Regions from separate parts of the Danio rerio genome. Here region 1 is linked to region 2. A link is a contact called in public HiCAR-type data. All regions are on one chromosome and are shown on one strand. The core of a region is the stretch at or near the end of the contact, and the rest is flanking DNA. Distances in the headings are between cores, read along the strand shown.

Evidence for each region. HiCAR-type assays count read pairs that join an accessible place to other places.
Region 1: a contact with region 2 is called in a HiCAR-type map of caudal fin, with 9 times the contacts expected there. The contact joins the promoter of fes here to the promoter of furina in region 2. A contact is called at or near these places in 4 of 18 Hi-C or Micro-C datasets (caudal fin, embryo, hematopoietic stem cells and 1 more) and 1 of 4 datasets of contacts at active chromatin or transcription factors (caudal fin).

What each region holds. Positions count from the first base shown.
Region 1 is chr7:14,215,766-14,219,751 of GRCz12tu, reverse strand. fes (FES proto-oncogene, tyrosine kinase) reads right to left here and starts at 2,297. Exons shown (of 20, transcript NM_001199869.1): 1 at 2,256-2,297.
Region 2 is chr7:14,000,705-14,004,357 of GRCz12tu, reverse strand. furina (furin (paired basic amino acid cleaving enzyme) a) reads right to left here and starts at 1,989. Exons shown (of 16, transcript NM_001045106.2): 1 at 1,697-1,989.

The DNA of each region.
Region 1 (3,986 bases), core at 1,048-3,547, 220 kb before region 2:
GTAAGGGGGGGGGGGGGGGGTGGTGATAGCCTAAATGATGACAGATTATTTATTTTTGTGTGAACTATCTCTTTATGTTCTTATTTTGTGTAATTTGGTAAAACGTAAACAGCACAATCTTTTCAGATGTGTAAAACTGTAAACCTTTCTTGACAATGAAAAATAAATGGAGTTTAAAACAAATAATGAAAAGTTGCTCCTCACATGTGGTTTCAAACACTAAAGAGGATAGTGGCTGTTTCTCAATTCCAAGAACGCAGAGAACGGACTTTCTTGTGGAGACCGGTCTTGCCAGGTGTCCTCGGAAGAACGAACTCAGGAGAGCGCGAGGGCAGAGCAGAGAACGTGTCCTTTGAGAAATGGGATGCTGCGATCTTCCTGATGGTCACATGACCTTCACGCGCTTTAAATGGAAATTATTCCAACATTAAAGCATTCATACAACGATTTATTGTTTTTCCCCTCTTAAAAATATATACGTTTGCATAAAAACATTATAAATATACTCTGCACAATATAAATAAAACAGATTTTAATACAAATTTCAGCAAACAAACACCCTTAATGTGTTTATTCCTTTATTAAGATGTTCATGGTAATGTTTACTTTCACTGTTTCCTTTACGGAAACTCCTGAGGTAAATAAATGATATCTCTGAGCTTTAATAATACATCTAAATAAAATGCTGCGCTTCCCACCTCCAGTCGCAATGACTTCTGGGACTTCCAGAGCGAGTTCGCTGCTCAAGTCTGCATAAGTGCGTCCTCGATATCAAGATCACATCCGGGAAGTTTCACGCGTCCTCTGTACTTGCGATCTTGAGTATTGGAACTGAACTTAGGCAACTGATGATGACGTTGCACGAGAACACGAGGACGCAAGACCGCTGAAGAACGCATATTGAGAAACAGCCATTGTGAAAACAAAAACTAAAAAACTAAACCGTTGACTTCCATAGCAGGAAAAAACTAATTTAAAAGTCAATGGTTACAGGTCTGCAGCTTTCTTCAAAATATCGTCTTTGATGTTTAACAGATTAAATGAAGCCAAACAAGTAAATAGGGTGATAGCCTAAATGATGGCACAGAATATTAATTTTTGTGTGAACTATCCCTTTAAGATCTTATTTTGTTTAACTTGATCAAACATGATGTAACAGTTGACTTTTATAGCAGGAAAACAAATAAAGTCAATGGTAACAGGTCTGTAACGATGGATTTCTTCAAAATATCGTCTTCAGCGTTTAACAGAAGTAATAAAGCTAAGAAAGTAAAGGGGGGTGAGTGGCCTAAATGATGACAGATTATTAATTTGTGTGAACTATCTCTTTAAGTTCGTATTTTGTGTAATTTGGTAAAATATAAAATTTATACAAATATAAATCAGATGTGTAAAACTGTAAACCTTTCTTGACAATGAAAAATAAATGGAGTTTAAAACAAATAATGAAAATTTGCTCCCCCACATGTGGTTTCAAACACTAAAGAGGATATTGTGAAAACAAAAACTGAAAAACTAAACTATTGACTTCCAAAGCAGGAAAAACTAATTTAAAAGTCAATGGTTACAGGTCTGCAGCTTTCTTAAAAATATCTTCTTCAGTGTTTAACAGATGAAATAAAGCCAAACAAGTAAAGGGGTGAGTGAATAATGACACAATACTTATTTTAGCGTGAACTATCGATCTTATTTTGTTTAACTTGTTTAAACATGATGAACAATTGACTTTCATGGCAGGAAACAAATACTACAGTAGGCTAGGTTAAGTGGTAACAGGTCTTCGATGGATTTCTTCAAAATATCGTCTTCAGCGTTTAACAAAAGTAATAAAGCCAAGAAAGTAAAGTGGCCTAAATGATGACAGATTATTAATTTGTGTGAACTATCTCTTTAAGATCTTATTTTGTGTAATTTAAAAAAACATAAACAGCACAATATCCGCTCAAAAAATATCAGATGTTCAAAACTGTAAACATTTCATGACATGTAAAAATAAATGGAGTGTAAAACAAAAAAGCGAATTGTTGTTAGGAGATGGCGCCGTGCTGTCACTGAGTGTTATATCTTCTAACGTTACCGAACTCGAGTCGTCAACGGTAGAAGATTCAACCGCCTTTTCTTAAAACTACGTGTCAAACCCAACAAGAATAGCCTAACTTAGCCTATATTGTTCATATGGCTTAGGCTATCTTTTATAGGCTATAGATCGACTAGCGCTCCGAGTTGTTGTAGCCTACTGTACTGTATATCCTTACCTCAGGTTTGCCTGCGGCAGAGACTATCGCGGTCAGCAGGACAAGCGGAAGATAAAATTATCCATAATCATCATGCAGAACAGAACGTCCGAATGCTGAGACGAACAGGGCGAAGTGTTGACAGAATGAAGCTGCAGGCGGCAGCTGTTGAGTTAAAACCAGGAAGACATGAAGCAGGACGCAGACTCACTGTGAACAGGATTAAACCGCTAATGCACCTCAACACCTGAGCTACACACCAGCAATACTATTGCAGAACCCATCTGCTGGCTATTGTTATTGTGACCACTGACCACAAAAGTGTGATATCGTTTGGTAGCTAATTTAGATTTATATAGCCTGCAGTTGCAGTCAGAATTATTAGCCCCCGATCCTGAATTATTAGCCCCCCTGTACTTTTTGTCACCAAATTTTTATTTAACAAAGTTTTTTTTAACACAAAACTTAATAGTTTTAGTAACCAATTTAATCATTTTAAATGAACTATTTCTTTCTTTTATCTTTGCCATGATGACAGTACATTTGAGATATTTGTCAACATACTCTGTTTAAAATGCAACTTAAACCCTACTGAAAAACTGCTTAAACCAGCCTAGGCTGGTTGGCTGGTTTTAGCTGGTTGACCAGGCTGGTTTTAGAGGGGTTTTGGCCATTTCCAGGCTAGTTTCCAGCCTGGTCTTAGCAGGTCAGGCTGGAAGATGACCAGCTAAAACCAGCTTAAATCAGGCTGGTCAAGCTGGTTTTAGCTCGTCATTTTCCAGCCTGACCAGCCTGGAAATGGCCAAAAACCCCTCTAAAACCAGTCTGGTCAACCAGCTAAAACCAGCTTAGGTTGGTTTAAGCTGGATTATTCAACAGGGAAGGCTCAACTAAGTAGACAAATCATTAGCAACTAAAGACATGTATGTCAGACAGAAACTGCCGCCTTTTTTTTTTTGCCGTTACTGCACAGAATAATAATAATAATAAAATCTATATACCAACTAAAAGTTTAATCTGTGTTGGTAAACAAATGTACAATAAATATTACATTTTAGTTTCATAGTTAAAGTAAGAAATAACCAATGACAGACCATTGAATTATTTGAAAATTATGCACAGCCAAGGTGGTGCTATTACACCTCAGGTGTGCTTTGTTTTCTAATAATTCAACAAACAAGAGTCAATTATTCTATGGTTAACATAAATATAGCCCTCCTGATTTATTCACCCCTTTGTACATTTTTGTCCCCAATTTGTTTAATGGAGAGAACTTTTTTTCAACACATTTCTAAACATAATCGTTTTAATAACTCATTTCTAATATTCATTTTAATCACTCATTTAATAACTGAAACTGAAATTTAATCATTTAAATTTTATCTTTGCCATGATGACAGCACATAATTGTTTACTACATATCACAAGACACTTCTATACAGCTTAAAGTGACATTTAAAGGCTTAACTAGGTTAATAGGCAAATCATTAGCAACTAAACAGTCAGAGAAATTTCAGCACAGAATTTTGTTTAGAAAAATGTATATAGACTAAAAACTTAAGTTTTACCTTTTTAACTAATTTAACACAAGTAGAATTAGAACCTGTTTGATAAACAGTAAATGTTAGCTTTAAGTTTTATAGATTAAGTAAGAAATAAATGACATTGAGCCATTGAGTTATTAGAAAATAAGGCAAAGCCGAGGTACTGCTACCTCAGGTGTGCACAAACTAGAGATGATTATTCTGCTTA
Region 2 (3,653 bases), core at 740-3,239:
AGTAATGTTTTTACGCCACTGACATATATTTTTGCTCGTGTAAAAAAATAAACTCACTTAAATTTAATTCCTCACCAAACAAGACTTCATTTTTTAAATTTTGAATCTCAAGTAGTTGTATCTTGATTTTAAATTGGTTGCAAAATTGTACTGAAAAATCATTTTCTGATAGTCAATGCAACATTTATCACCATGATGTTGTAGATTGAAGAATTCCTGTTGGGATTCACATTGAGGAAGAGCAAAATGAAGACTTGGAATTAACACTAAGAACTATCACTTTTTAAACACCTACTTAAACCATGTAAACTAATTATGCCTCTCTCATTAGTAACTTTGAGGCATTTTTGTGATTATATTTATTGATATCATTTGTGATTTTAGGATTAAAACGTTTTAAAATATAATAAATACGTATTTTAAAACCATGTCATTTGATTTTCAAAAACACAAGAATTGACGTCAATAAGCAACAAAGTTGTATGTTCATTGAAAATAATAGCTTGTTGTGCAAGTTTACAAATATCTATTGTCCTCATTTAAAATATTTTATGATACACGTTTTACAAACGTGCTTATGTTGGCAGTCGATTTAATACCATGAGGTTAGAAATTTACACTTGGTATTGTGATTTCCAACTTCTTAAGGATTGAAATTACCTTATTTTTTATGTACATTATTTAAATGGAATAATTTTTCATTATTTTAACTATTTTATTTTATTGTGTCTTTTATTCTGGTTTATGTAAAGTCTTCTGAATTACCATCGTGTATGAAATGTGCTATACAAATAAACTTGCCTTGACTAAATTGAGGAAAACAAATTAAGACTTAACACTTGTTTAAGACCTTCTTAAACCTTGCAAACAAATTACGCTTCTCTCACAAGTAACATTTCCAAGACATTTTTGTGATTATCAATATTGCTATCATTCATATTGGTGATTATTGTATTAAAACGTTCTAAAATAATATATATTAAATACTTATTTTTTAAATCATGTCATTTGATTCTCAAAAAAAAAAAAAAAAAAGAATTGAATTGAAATTGCCCAGTTGAATGTAATTGTTTGCAGTGTAAGTTCCCAAATATCATTCGTCTTCATTTAAAAGCTGAAATAACATACATGATACACCTTTTACAAGGAACGTGCTTGTGTTGTCTAGCAAAATATGAAACCAACCATCACAACGAAAAGACGTCCTGAATGTCCAAATGTTTTTAGAGAAGACGTGTGTTTGGTTTATCCACGTTTGAAGTTATAACAGCTGTACATAATTGTATCTTCTTTTAAAAGTAGGCCTAACTTACGTCTGATAAGACGAAGATAGGTAGTATTATATACATCAAAAGGCTAACGCTAACGTTAGTCATAAAACATTCCCTAACTTACGTGGTTCGCGCAGGTTTGTTAACAGTGGTGGGTAAAAAGTAAAATCTTAAAATGAAGACTCATTCGAAAAGCAAAAAACAACACATACGTTCGCATTATCTTCATTAAAAGTTAACCAAGTAAGTAACACGTTTAACTACCTTTTCCTTTTTAAAAAAGTGTCTTTACATTGTAATGTATTAACGTTAGCTTTGTTTACTCCAAACACTGTTTGGAAAAACAAGTCCAATAAGTTACTATAGCAAAACTAGGCTAAACAACAGCTTTAAAGTAGTCAATGGCTACTGAATGAAATTCTTACCTCAACAGCATCAGCTTGTAATCTTCCGTTTCCTTGGACACACGGTAAATCCACTAAACCTTTCAGCGGACACGACGAAAAGTCCTCCGTGTTTGACTGACGACGAACACTGTCCCCAAAACAAAGCTTAACTCAGGATACCAGCAAAGTAGTGTAGTCAGAAGGACAGGCTGAGGTGTCCTGACGTACTGGACTGTCCTAAAGTCCACGCGCACTCATCTGCTGTACAATAGCGAAACTTTGCGATAGGTTTGCTTGCTCTGTCGCACGTAACGCGACGCTACGGCATCACTAAGACCCGGTTCGTCTGAGCCACCTTTGGACCGGCACGCCAACATACTTAAGGACGCATGCCGGAAAGCTGCAAACGGCGAAATCAAGTAAACAAACAAGATATAAAAAAAATACACCTCTATCCAATGGACTGTAGTGGAGAGGTAGTCTACGGACTGCTTCTCAGGAAATACGTCACATATGTACGCAATGAGAAGCGACGTCAGGATGCGTCCACTTGAGCGCGTCACGCGGTATTTTTTGATTTCCTTGCGCCATCTACTGGATACGCCTGTGTGGCTCATATAAAACACACGCGTTTTGCTGGATATTTGATGTCAATATTTAATATGCCAGTAGGCTATTAGATTTAATAAAGCTTTATTCAGTTTATTCAAAGCTAACTTTGAAATGAACATGAAAATGATGCACCTAGATATAGGGGAGAGCGGGGCACAAAGGAACACTTTTTGGTTTTGGCCAAATAATGATCAAAGTATTGTGGTTAGACAAACCATATTTTTTACCAACAACACACCATCCTCTCCTACAAATAAGCACTGGAATTATTCACTGGAACTATGGTTTCTGTGCAGTATTGGCAAAAGTGCCAGGAGTAAAAATGTTACCATTTACACCCCACCTGCAGGTTGTAACACTTAAAAGGCAGATTTCACACAATTAATTTTAATTCATTTTACGTTAAATAGTAGTTATATTTCCTCAGTAATTGTCTAATGTTTTTATTCTACACAGCGCAGTATGTTTATTTATTTATTTATTTATTATTTATTTATTCGATAAACACATTTGGATTTATTTGGATTATTATCCATATATCCATAATATTTTCAATTAACATACATACATACATACATACATACATACATACAAATATATATATATATATATATATATATATATATATATATATATATATATATATATATATATATATATATATATATACATATACATGTATATACATATATATATATACATGTATATACATATATATATATATATATATATATATATATATATATACACACACACACACACACACAACTAACTTCACTTTGTCATGTTTTCCTCAAAACTGGCTAGCAGTCACTGTGTTTTTTTTACATCTTTCAAAATGGTTTCATCTTTTAGCCTAGAAGACAATGATCACGACGATATAAGATTTTACGTTCATACTTTCACAGATTTTTAAAAATAAATAAAATTAAAATAAATTTAAATAAACTTATTTTTAAAATAAATTTAAAATAAAATAGAAAAGCTTTTTCAATAATTGGCAGGAAGATGTCTGCTGACACAGTGGTGAAAACCTTGCAAGCATGCCATGGTTAACCCTGAGCAAATACTTTAAAACTCTTTGTTACATTTACCCTGCATTACTTTGTGCCCCACACTCCCTATAGTTTGTGTGCTATGCCTATGCATTTTTTTAATTAATAACAAGAACCAGCATGTACAGTTTTCTTATACAACAAAATCATTTTACATTTCTTAACAAGACAGAATAAATGTAAAAAAAAAAAGAAATACAATTTTAAAAAGCACAGAGAGAAGAGGGTACATAATTATCAAATTACATACAAGTATATTACACACATTTTTCCCAATTTTAGTTATTTTTACTACAGGAAATGCATATATACAAACATTTTATGTAAAC